Linked DNA regions of Gossypium hirsutum: region 2 is linked to region 1. Evidence: chromatin contacts called from public Hi-C data. All regions are on one chromosome and are shown on one strand. The core of a region is the stretch at or near the end of the contact, and the rest is flanking DNA. Distances in the headings are between cores, read along the strand shown. Region 1 holds the start of LOC107924858 (indole-3-acetic acid-amido synthetase GH3.17). Region 2 holds the start of LOC107924837 (flavin mononucleotide hydrolase 1, chloroplatic).

Evidence for each region. Hi-C and Micro-C count contacts between places; a contact is called where the count stands out from the background.
Region 2: a contact with region 1 is called in a Hi-C map of leaf, with 6 times the contacts expected there. The contact joins the promoter of LOC107924837 here to the promoter of LOC107924858 in region 1. A contact is called at or near these places in 14 of 34 Hi-C or Micro-C datasets (callus, fibers, hypocotyl and 3 more).

What each region holds. Positions count from the first base shown.
Region 1 is chrA02:101,027,321-101,033,953 of Gossypium_hirsutum_v2.1, forward strand. LOC107924858 (indole-3-acetic acid-amido synthetase GH3.17) reads right to left here and starts at 1,510. Exons shown (of 5, transcript XM_016855450.2): 1 at 1,296-1,510; 2 at 766-1,187; 3 at 573-674. The coding sequence starts at 1,043.
Region 2 is chrA02:101,214,233-101,221,154 of Gossypium_hirsutum_v2.1, forward strand. LOC107924837 (flavin mononucleotide hydrolase 1, chloroplatic) reads left to right here and starts at 1,998. Exons shown (of 7, transcript XM_016855445.2): 1 at 1,998-2,310; 2 at 2,472-2,547; 3 at 3,898-3,949; 4 at 6,156-6,270; 5 at 6,354-6,424. The coding sequence starts at 2,099.

The DNA of each region.
Region 1 (6,633 bases), core at 260-2,759:
TAAGAAAATTACCAAAAAAATATTAAATTAATATTAATATTTAAACTATGATGAATTTTTGTATATTTTAATATTAAAATACTTTTAAAAATATTTTTTAATTTCATTATTTTTCCAATTTATTAATGATTTTTTGAAGAAATTAATTGAAAATTTTAAACAAAAACTAATATTATAAAAAAATATTATAAATTTATTACACACAACTGGCTCAGGCATTGACAAGAATAAAAACTAGTTTGATGAATTAAAAGTTTAAAAAAATGGTGAAAAATAATTAAATCGATATGATTGAGATATTATATTTATTTAAAAATTTTAAGTGCAATTATATCGATAATTTAATAGTTAAATTATTAAAATATTTATCGTACAAAAAAATTTATCGTACAAATATATACAGAAATATATACAGAAGAGTATAAAACTTTTTTGGGTATAAATGGATTTTTCCTAGTTTAATTAAAGATCCGATTATATATGGTTGTGTTCAGATCATGGATGAACAAGTAAACAGTGTGATTTCACAAGTAGCTGAAAGAAAAACTAGAAAATAGGGATGGGTTCCTTACTTTATCACAAGAGACTCGTATAAGCCACGAAATAATTCCCACTTTTTAGCAACTTGAGCAGTGACAGGCATCAGCTTTCGCTGCCCGCCTGAAGTCCCAGAGCTGCATTTGATCAAACAGATGATAGAACTATTAGAAGGAAGCAAACAATGCCCCAAAACACACAAAACCAAAGCAACAAATTCATGCATGCCTTAGAAAGAACCCTGTAATGGGTTCAGCTAAAAGGATATCTGATGTCTCCCCATTAACAATCCTATCTATGTAAGGCTTGAGATCTTCATAAGTAACTATGGGAACATTTTTCTTAAAGAGTTGCTTGTCGGTTTGACCATGGAGGAATCCCCTTAAATACTCTGTTCCTGCATTTCTACTTAGTATTTCCCTCAACACCTTGTCTTGAATTTGCCCAGCATTTGTGGTCAGTTCCTCAATCATCTTCAACCCACCTTCATACCCATTCATTGCCATCTAGGAAGCACCGACACGGGGAAAATCCCCTCGTACCAGTGTCGTACTGGTGTCCAACACGGACACGCTGCCGACACGGCCGGATACGTACCGGACACACCTTGAAGCGTGTCAAAAAAGGACACTCCCGGACTTTACTTTGGCCTGAATCAGAAACGGAAAAAAAACCCATATACAAGAATAGAACTTTAGTAAACAGAAAAAAATAACTTTAACATTTAATCGTGATAATTTATGAGATTTTTAACATACCTGATTCGCTTATATGAAGATGATGATGCTGGGTTTTTTTGCAGAAAATGAAATACAGAGCAAAGGCAAGGATGGTAAATGAGAAGGGAAAATAGGGGTAAATGGGGAAGAAAATAAAAGGGCTACATAAGAAAGAAAAAAAAAATAGTTAATGCTGCGTAAGAAAGAAAGAAAAAAATAGTTAATGGTGTGTAAGAAAGAAAAAAAAAATAGTTAATGCATTGTCTTATATAGTTATAAATTTATAATGGGGTAAGAAAGTAAAAACAAATTTATATATTAATGAAAAATATTAATATTTTTATTTATATTGAATATTTTAACATAAAAGATATATATAAAAATAATAAAAATATTTTTTATTACAGTATCTAATCGTATCCATATAATTTAACTAAAAATTAAATGCAAAGTTAAAATAATTTTTTTTTAAATATTGAAGAGCGAAATTGTGATGGTCTAAGTCTCTTTACCAACTTATTATTATTAGTTTTTGAAGAATCTTTACCAACTTTTAGAATTAAAAAAATTGAAATTTGCATATGATATGTATTGGAAGGATAGCGTACCCAAGCAAGAGTTTATTACTATATTATATTTTTGTTTTTTGAAATAGGTGGAAGGGAAATTTATTTTTTAAAATACGTTTTCTAAAAGATTTTGTGCGACCGATTTTCATTACTTCAATAAATTTTGAGTAATAATTGTGTAATAATTAACCTTCTTTACAAATTCCTAAAATAAAAAAAAATTCTAAAATTTATGGTTAAAATGTGTAATAAGTTTTTGTACTTTTTATAAATTTTAAATTAAAATTTATAATTTTATTTTTAGAAATTTAGTCATACTTCTCATATTTTTAAATTCAAAACACTATATTTTTTTATAAATTTGTTAGTGTGATATTTTGAAATAAAAAATACTCATTTGATAATAATATAATTAAAAAATTGACATTTTAATGAACCTGAATTTAATTAAGTAATCTCAAAAGTATTAATAGTTGGACTTAAATTTTAAAATCTAAAAAGTAAAAAACTAAATTCCTTAAAAAAGTATAATGATTAAATTCCAAAGTCATGAAAAAATATAGGAACTTATTGCATATTTTAATCATTTTATATATGATATGTAGTCATTGAGAACCTCCCAAAAAGGAGACAACATACCAAATAAACCAAACAAGATTTGTAAAACCCATAAGGCATACAACAAGACAAGCGAATGTGTCAAAAAGGCTCATAATATATAAACATCAAAGAACACAAAACTATAAATTGCTAGAGTGATTAAAAAATAAAATTTTTGAACCCTATGTTGGCTTGATAATCAAGGTGTTCATCGCCCTAGGTGTGGCATGCATTCGATTCGCACTAGTCGCATTACTATTAGGACTTTCCCTCCTCTTGTAATTCACAAAAAAAATCAAATTTTTAAATAAGTTAATAATTAAATCCAATTGAATAAACAAAATAGAAATACTCTCAGTTTATCCAAAATATAATCCAAAGAGAATAAGGTTTGCCTAAAATATAACCCAAAGTCAACGATTTTTCTGACATCCCATATAAGTGAATTTTGATGTACTTGGAAATATTTCACTACGCCTGTGTTTTAGATAAATCAAGCACTTGAATCTCAAAGGACTTTCTTGGCTTGCAAGATATCATGAAGTAAAGGTAACATGGTATGCTTATATGATTGAATGCCCCTACTTAACATTATGTTAGAAAAGGTTATAACTTTGAGTTCAAAACAAGATATCAATAATTTTGCCAAACATTTTTGACACTAACACAATAAAGTAAAAAAGATTATTCTCCCGAGTTTTTAAACAAGAAATGATGCAAACTAATTATAACGGTGATTTGGGGTTGAAATACTTTCTTATCACTCTTAAATCTAATATCTTCATGGCTTCCTCAGATTTAATGCAACTAGGTTTTTTTGTATTGGCTCAACGAAGTTCCTTTGGACACATAGTGATCCATTAGTGTAACACCCTAACCCGAATCTGTCGCCAGAATAGGGTTACGGAGCATTACTGGAGTTTACAGATCAATTAATTAGACATTTCATATAATCTAGCATTCATATAAGAAATCAATCGAAAACCAATTGAAATCAAACATATTGTCCCTTATATGAGTCCTCGAGGCCCAAAACACAAGTTAGAAACAAGTCAGGACTAGATCGAGTACTCAAAATTTTTTTTGGAAAACATTGAAAATTTTCAAAGTTGCAGAGGATACATAGCCGTATGGCCAGGCCGTGTGACTCATACGGTTAGGAGACACGCCCATGTCTCAGGCCGTGTAGGCATTCGAAATAGGGACACACGGCCGTGTCCTAGCCCATTTCTGTGCCAGTGTAACTCTCTGACTTGGGTCACACGGCCAAACCACACGCTCGTGTGCTAGGCCATGAAATCATACTACTTGCGCAATTTAAAAGATACAGGGGACACATGGCTGTGTCACCTAGCTGTGTGTTACACACGGTTGAGACACATGCCTGTGTCTTTGCCCGTGTGAACAAAAATAGGTCATTTTCCAAGCCATATTTCTCACCCAATTTGGTACCAACCTAAACACAACAATTTGCACATCAACAAACCATAATAAGACATTCAAAACAAGCCAAATCAAGTCTTAAACATGAAATATCACCACATTTTACTGTCTTTCATTCTACCATATCAAACACATAACAAATATGATAAGGCCACTTATATACACATCAAAATATACCAAACACAAACCATTCAAATTGCTAGTCTCAACAAAACCCTTATATGCCAACATTGGCCAAAATAACCTATATGTAATGACCCAAAATCCACGGGCACCGGAAAAGTGAGTTATAAGGCGTCCGTCTTAGTGAAATAAGTTCGAAAATAATTATTAAAAATATTTATGAGCCTAGTGGTGTGTCTAATTAGGATTTAATTAGGTGAAATTAGCTTAATTTAGAATAATTAGCAAAAAGAACTAAATTGAAAAAGGGGTAAAAGTTTAATTCTAAAGTAATAGAGAATAAAAAGGATCAAAATGACAATTAAGCCATTTACATAAATTGAGGCGGCAAATGGAAGAAAAATCAAGATTTTTCTTGAATGTATGTATTATATATATTAAAATTATTATTATGGTTTTATAATTATTATGATTATTTAATGAATATTATATTTTAAATACATTAAATAGTTGATAAATATATGGTAATAAATTATACATGTGTAAAAATTATATTGGTACATTTGTAATTTAAATACTAAATTACTTATAATTTAAGTAAAAAGATATTTGTTAATTAAATAATTAAAATTTTAAATTATGAGATTTTTGTTTGAGAAACAAATTAAACAATGACAAATGTAATAAAATTATTGGTACAAATGTAGAATTAAATATGTGTACAATTGTAAAATATGTAAATGATGTTAAAATAGATATTTAAAATAAATATATTATAATATATGCTAATTAAATAAGTAAAGCAAATAAATATAAAAGAGAAATAAAGAAACAAAAGGGAATAGAAACAGAATTGACAACGGGAAGCAGGGGAGAAAAAGAGAAAGAAAAAGGAAAAGAAAAATAAAAGAGAAAACTAAGGATTTGAAGCTTGGAGTTAATTTGGTAAGTTAATTAAGTCATTTTTAGTTAATCTTGATGTTTTAGAAGCTTTGAAACAAGATTTTGATGAAATTAAGTTGATAGTTCAAGAGTTCATATGTTTCCAAATATGGTTCATGTTGGACAAATTATGGAATTAGGGATTTAATTGAATGAATTATAAGTTAGAATTGATTAAGGAATTAAATTGTAAACTAGGTTATAAGTTTTATGTTGTAGGGACTAAATTGAAGAAATTTCGAAATTAGGGAAATATGCAGGAAATTTTATAGTTAAATATAAGTTTAGACAAATTTTGAATAGAAAAAGAGAGTGAATTGGATTAAGAAAATAATTAAGTTTAGTTAGGATTAAATTGAAAATAAGGTAGGAATTGTTTAGAAATTTAATTATTTATTATAATTAATGCTGTAAATAATAATGTAAATTACTATTATTTTCGTAGCCAACAAAGAACCTGAAGCATCAGCATCAAAAGGAAAGGAGAAAGTCATCGAGGACTAAAACGGGAGAATTACGGTGTGTATTACTATAATTCGAATTTTAATTATTATTGATTGCTGAATTTTTAATTGTTATGTATGGTAAGTAAGACTTGAGGTAAGTATGTGAAATTGATATGAATATTGAGTGCAAATGAAAGTGATGCAAATTGAATTAAATTGAATAGAATAAGTGAATTATGGAATATGTGATTATTTGAAAAGTGTATTGATTGAAAAAATAATGGTGATTTGAATTGTGAATTGAAAGTGATATAGAATTGAGAAAGTGAATTGAATACCCTATTAACTAGTCGGGCTGAGTTGGATATAGTTGGCATGCCATAGGATTAGAACTGTTCAGGGATGCTTCGACCCCGAGTCGATGAGACACTGGGTGTCACTAAATTTCTTCGGATAGATTCGATGAGGTACTGGGTACCAACTTTACTTCGGCTAGGCCGATGAGACACTGGGTGTCAACTATTACTTCGAACTATCCGATGAGGCACTGGGTGCCATATTGGTGTGTTTGGTTGGATCCGTGTATCCGCCAAAGTCCGAGTTACGTTAATAGGGTGAAAAATTGAAATGTGAATTTAAGGCATTGAAAAAAAAAGAGAAATTGAATTATGAATAGAAATTAGAATTGTGATAGAAAGAGAAAAGTATGGGCTAAATGTTCAAAGTGGTTTAAATTCAAGTTTGTGAAAAATACATTGATTGACGAATAATTAAATTGAATTGTTATTATGAAATGATGAAAATACAAATAAAAATAAAGTATGAATTAGTATTTAAGAAAGTAATTGTTATGTATTTTAATATTTATATTTTTATTATTGATGATATATTTTGAATTATGGTAATACCACTGAGTATATCCATACTTAGCGTACGGTTGTTTCCGTGCGCAGGTTAGTAAAAGTCAAGTGTCCCGGCTCAGCATCCAGAACAATCCCGACTCCAACACAAATTTGGTGATGTATATTTTTCTTTTGGGTAAAGGTGGCATGTACATAGGTGTTGTTTAGTCACTTGAATATGTATATTACTTTGGGTAGTGAAGGATGAATTATAAGATTTAGATGGTTAAATGAATGAAGTTTTTAATCAATTTAGAATGATGCTATGATAGTTATTAAGTTAAAAATTATGTTAATGATATAAATATTAGTTATATGAATGTGAAACATTGGTATTTGGTTTGAATTTGCA
Region 2 (6,922 bases), core at 748-3,247, 190 kb after region 1:
CGCGTGTTTTTTAATTCAATGGTATATTTGCGCATTAGATCCTTCCGCATTTTCAGTATTTAAATCGGGTTTATTTTTGTTTATAATCTGGCCCTAAAATTTAATCTGACTTGCAATCTACTCCTTGTTGATGCGCTGCGTTTTGATTGAATGGGAATATTACTGATTCAGTCCCCCATGTTTCGCGCGTGTTGCAATACGACCCCGTGGCTTATTTTTATTTTAGATTTAGCCCCAAAACTTCGATTTTAATCCAATTTTGGTCCTTTTTTCGTTTATCTTTAATTCTTATTTAAATTTTCTTTTATTATTATTATTATTATATATTATTATATATTTTTATTATATGCATATACATATATGTATTTATGTTTAGTATTTTAGCTACTTTATTTTAATATTTAAATGTTATGCTTGCTTTTATATATTTTAATAATATATTATTATTATCTTTATTACAATAGTGTATATTTTTATTTGTGTGTATAGATTTATATATATAGTATTTTTGTGTTACATTGTTGTTCTTCGTATTTTAATGCCATTACTATTATGGTTGTTAATGTAGTGAATGTGTTGTTGTATGTATACATCTTTATATCGTCATTGTTATTATCATTAACCATAGTATATATTTTGTTATATATGTATATATCTATTTGTGCATAGCATTACTTTTTAATTGCTTTATTCTAATATTTCTATATCGATTATATGTATATATATTTAATATGCCTATGTACATATCCATGTATTATTAGCTGTTTGTTCCTTATATGTATGCATTATGTAAATATTTTAATATTATTTAACATATGTATTTTCATTTTATATGTTTTACATACGTTTTTTAATATATTATACTTTATATATTGTTATGTATATTTTTAGTATATACATATATTTGTGAAATATTATCAACAGTTTTATTATTATTTTTAAATAAGTATATATATCGTGCACATATTTTAATACTACATTCTACAAATTTTTGTATTATGTAGTTATTCCAACATTATATACTTAGTATTTCTAATATCCTTATTATTTATATCTATGAATGTATATGTCTATGTAGTATATTAGTAAGTCCATTTTTATATTGTTGTTATTTCTAATGTATATGCATGTATCATCTATGTGTTATATATATTATATATTTTCAATATTTTTGCATTATTGCCCTATATGTTATTTATTTCAGCATATTTTTAATTTTTCCATTTATTTATTTTTATTTCATCTCAATTTTGTTTTACATTACTTCAAGAATTTTATCCATGTCCTTCTAATTAATTTCAACAATCAAGGCAATATACCGATTTAACATTAAGTCATCGAGTTCATCGCTATGTTGGGTGAACGTCAATTGACTCGTGTTAAAGCGATATACCCTTCTCAAAAACCGGAATGAACTAAAATTTCTCGTCTTCTTTTAATTGGATCACGACTAAATTTTAATATTGAACTCGTATTTTTAAAAATCAAGACAACACGTGTTTATGAGATGCCAATTTCTGGGCGTCGCGAGGGTGCTAATACCTTCCTCGCGCGTAACCGACTCCCGAGCCCTAATTTTTCTCTGGTTTTTAACCTAGACCCTAAACTCAGCCTTCTTTTTGTTAAAAAAAAATAAATCTAATAGGTATCCGATCGTACCTAGGAAAAAGGATCGGTGGCGACTCCCAGTTTATTTTAAAATCAAATTTTAGCTTTCAAGTTTTCAATAGATCGCCTCAATTAGCAACCGAAACCAAACAAATTTTACATCTCTACAATAGTAATAACTAATAAGATTGAATTTAAGAAATAAATAATTTTGAAAAAAATTAATTTTATCAAAAGGCATAATTACATTCAATATTTAATTTTATTAAGAATATAAATTTATAATTACAAATATATACATATAAATATTGGGCCAAGGCATTTTATTTTTTTGAGAAGTACCCACAAAGATGGATGAAACAAATGGTAAGCCCAAACATAGAGAGGCAAACCCAGAATTGTGCAGCGAACATTGACCCTTATTTCCTGGTAAGAGGAATCTGGAAATCAAAATATCAAAAATTCTCTTGGGTTGCAAGTGTACGTTTGGATGGCTCAATTGGTTAGAGCACCACCACCACCAGCCACATCACTCTGCTTTCATCCAAAACTATTTTCTCCAGTCCCCAGAACCAGGATGGCAATCAATCCCACCAACACATCACCTTCCTTCAACTCCAGGAAGCTTCCCATTTTGCTGTTTGACATCATGGACACCATTGTTCGTGACCCTTTTTACCATGACGTCCCTGCCTTCTTCGCGTAACTGGTTTTTTCATCTCCCTCCCCTCTTTCTCTTTTTTAATTCTTGTTTCGAATTGTGTTTGTTGGGTTTTTATCATTTTTGTTTTTATTTCAAACCAATATAACTGCCACTGCTGGCGATAGTTTTTGAAGTGATCAAAGTTAAATTCGATGGTCAGAATGTCTTTGAAGGAACTAATTGAATGCAAGCATCCAACTGCATGGCTTGAGTTCGAAAATGGGGTGATTGATGAGGTACACCTAGATTTATAATGTGGGAAAGTTATAGTTCTCTAGATTTTATTGACTAAAGTAGTCTTATGAGTAAGTGTTGTAAGATCTGTTAAACTGTTTGATTGAGGTACCTAACAAATTATAATATTTCTTGAAACATGTTTCACTTGTCAATTTTTTAGGATTGATTGCCATTTCAAGTAATAAAAGCTAAGTTGGATCTTTATTCCTTTGAATTTTTGTACATAAAGGCGAGTTGAATAGTGTTCCACAGTAACAGCCTTGACCTCAAGCTGTTTTGTGTACGAGAGGCTTGAAACCATCCCTGAGCTTGAATAAGTTTCATTTTATAAACTTGATCTTGACTTAATTAGGATCAAATATCTTAAAGAATATGTAATGTTATTTGTTCTATATCATACATTTATTCAGACACACATAGGCCCTAAAAATAATAAAATTATATATATTATAGTGTATATAGATGATAATATATGCATTTTACTAAAAATATACATTTTTAAATGCTTTATTAGCCCTGTATGAGCCTGAACCTGACTTGGCAGAGGAGGAGTAGAACTTGACTATTTCCTGAGTAGCTTGCACAGCATGTTGACCCACTTACAACCCGAGTTGGTGACACTGCATTAGTTTTGATTTTTCTTACTTCCCATCATTGTTGCCTTCTTACATCTCCTGCAAAATATCATTTACCTGTTAAACACAAAATGAAATGGCCCTTTGTAGTCCCTTTCCTTCGTCTTTGCTTTCTGATAAGTGGATATAGTAGCTAAAACATTAGTCTTTTAACAATATTTCTCTAGGCTTCAGCTAGTGAAGCTTGTGTACACAACCAAAGCATAACACACCACTTATCTGTTGCCTTTAGATTAACTATCAGTACATTCATTTATTATTATTTATGTTCTTTATTTTTCCGTATCCTTATTAGTTTTATGCCAACGTTAACCTATCCATAACCATGATCCTTTATTATATTGACCTGTATAGTTGATTCTTTGACAGAAACCTACTAGAACTTGTAAATTTCCAGTCCACCAGAAACATACTATTAAAGGATATCATTGCGGTTTCAGTTTCACATTTATAAATGGAACTTTTGAATTTATACTTTATTACTGTACTTTCTACCACATTTTTTAGCAATATAATTTGTGACTGAAAGCATGTAAAATAATTCCATGCCTTTCTTCTATGTTTAATAACCCCTTTTTCTCTTTCGCTCCTTTTCACTTATGGGTCTCTTCATTGCTATATGACCTTTAAGACGTTTGCTTTTCTCTCAATTTTATTGCCTTGCTGTTTACCTTCTGGTCTGGAGTGTGAGAAAGTTATCTTATTTCCTTTCAGGAGGAGCTAGAAGGAAAATTCTTTAAAGACAGAAGACCTTTTGATTTGCAAGGTTGGTTTTGCATTTGTTTTCGTGATGTTATTCTTTCAATCCATTGTTTCAAGGCTGATTAGCATTTTCATTAGATATAAGCAAAATATGCTTGATTTTAGTATAAATTCTCAAATAAAAAAGAAATTAAATATTTTGCATTGTTAGGGAGAGATATTTGTTTCATTGAGTCATTTTCTTAATCTTTTTGTTGCATATGACACATAGATTCCTTTTCCATTATCTTTTAGTTCCACAATGCTAATTTTGATGGTGTCTATATAGGAAACCTACGTTGCGTGGTATAGAAACGTTTATTGCTAAATGTAAAGAAAAAGGTTTAAGGATGCACGCATATTGACAATGTGGGGTTTGGAGATAAGAGTCTACTTAAGAAGTATGTTCAATCACTTCTCAGAATCCTGAAGAAACTGGTTTCACTGTTAATGGCTTGATGACATCAACCTAAGAGAAGTATGGGAATTTTGATATTAAAGAAGGTAGAAAAGAAATGGGTTGTGTTTGCTAAAAACTAAGCACAGCAATCATAGTTCTTAGGCCATTCTGGGGCCTTATATTATAATTGTGGATAAAAGAGGCAAACCATCAGGGTTTCTGATGCTGAATATATGTGGTTTAGGGGAGAAAACAATAGCAATTAAAAGAATTAGAGCTGAACAAATGAATAGGAAAGATGGAACTCTAGAAAACTTAAGTTGTAGAAAACCTCTAATTTTTCTATTAATTCAAAGGAAATAATCAGAATAATAATTATGGCCGTAAAGCCTAAAACTTATTTATATAGGATTTCTTTCTTGCAAGTTTCTAGGCTTACTTGCACATAAAGTTTTTTTCATGACCCTAGCTTCAAACCGTAAAGATAACTAATAACCCTAGCCATTTATAATATATCTAATACTTAAAATAAATATTATGAAATAAACTGAAATAATAAAATATTATAATAAAAATAAAAGCTCCTGTGTCATGAACTCTTCAAAGAAGGGTTTAGGTCGTTGAATATGAATGCCTTTGCTGATATAATGCGTGCATATCTCAATAGATGGTTGAGTGGATATGTAGTGTTGGCATAGATGCCGCTGCATGTTGATTCAAATATGTGCTTTATTGGTTTTCAATTCTGGATCATGCCCCAATTGATTGAGACAAAGAATTGATAATTTGCATTTATTCAGCTGTATTTTTGGCCTATGTTTGTTTTTCATAGGCATCTCTGTCCTGAAACATAGTCAAAATTTCCTACGATGAAATTAGGACATACATTTATTAATTACCATTTTTTGCGTTTCAACTCTAAGCAAAAGGAAATAACTTTTCTTCGAAACAAATAGTTTAACCAGCCACAGACACATGTAGAAACCTATGATATCATGTAAAGTTACTAAAATAACTTTGCTTTGCACACTGTTGATATCATAAAAATGCCTTTTTTTGGCAGAAAATGTGTAGGAGAGTCGATATATATATGTTGTTCTGTGCTCTTGTCAATTTTAGTTGGTAGTGAGGTTTATATATATATGTTGCATAATGATAATGGGATCGTACCAAAGCAGAGAAATATGCATTCCTAAGTGAGTTTGAGAGAGGTGGAGGGAAAGAGAAATATGCACACTGGTTCCGGTGATTGAGTTTCTAGTCTCTAATTACTTGAAAGATTGATGCAGAAACTAGTGTGAAATGTATCAGATGTGGTAAATAACTAGTAATTCTTGGACTTATATTGTTCTAATCTTAATGAATGTAGTATTAACTATTTCTTGAAATAATAAAAATGTATCTAATAGATCTATGGTTTGCCTACATATTTTTAAGTAATATTAAGAAAATGAAAGAAGCGAATATTGATTTTCAAGTGAAATATGATCTTTTAAAGTGTAAAAATGAATAACTGTTATTGTAGTTAAAAATTTAATGAACTAATCAATTGTAAAACTCAGGATTGTGCTTTGATTTGTTTTACCCTTGAGAACTGTACATGGAAGGTGGAATCAGGTAAGCTATTACAAGTGCATTTCCAGTCAGGTTTAGAGAAACATTTTGCATTTCTGCTTAATACAAGAGGAAACTATGATTGCAGTCCAATAGATTTCAAAAATTCTATCTTCTTTGTATTTCCTTTGTAATGTGTTTGCCCATGAATTTTGTCTAACATCTCCATGTTTGCCTTCCTAATTGTGTTTAGGTGTTAATTTCACTTATTTTTCAGGCCTCAAGAATTGTATGAGAAGAGGATATTCCTACATAGATGGAGTTGAACAGTTGCTTCAGGACTTGAAGCAAAACAATTATGAAATGCATGCTTTTACAAATTACCCAATCTGGTAGGACGGAACAGCTCTCCTGATTCCTTCTGATTCAGTAGTTTACAAATTGAAGATATGTAAATGAGTATATGTTTCTTCAGGTACAGAATAATCGAGGACAAGTTAAACATTTCAAAGTATTTATCCTGGACATTTTGTTCGTGTATGTATGGTATGTTCAAGGACTCAGTCTCTTTGCAATTAGAATATTTCTTCCGCACAGAAGGATGTCTCCAATTTTTAGAACAAAATGAAGAATTTCAATTCTATATTTATTTTTATTAGTTTCAAGTTCCTAAATTCATTCCCTCATATGTCACATTATAGCTCTAAGCGGTTACTCTTTTTTCATAGAAAAGAGACCATAGCCTTAGGTGGGGGAGAGCAATTGGTTTTTTAGGTAGCTTCAGTCAGTCAGGTCGGGCAACTGACTTTATATTATATATTTTTTATAGGTTATAAATATATTTAAAATTAATTAATTAATTAATTAATATATTACAATTGGTTAATTCGGTTGGTTTGTTTATGAAATTCATTAACCAAAAACCAACCAAATTAACATATTTTAACCGACCACATAACTGACTTGGACATACTAATTTATTTACAAAACTGAAGGTGTGCACCAACTTTTGCTCACCCCTAGCCCTAGGGGAGCTGGGAAAGG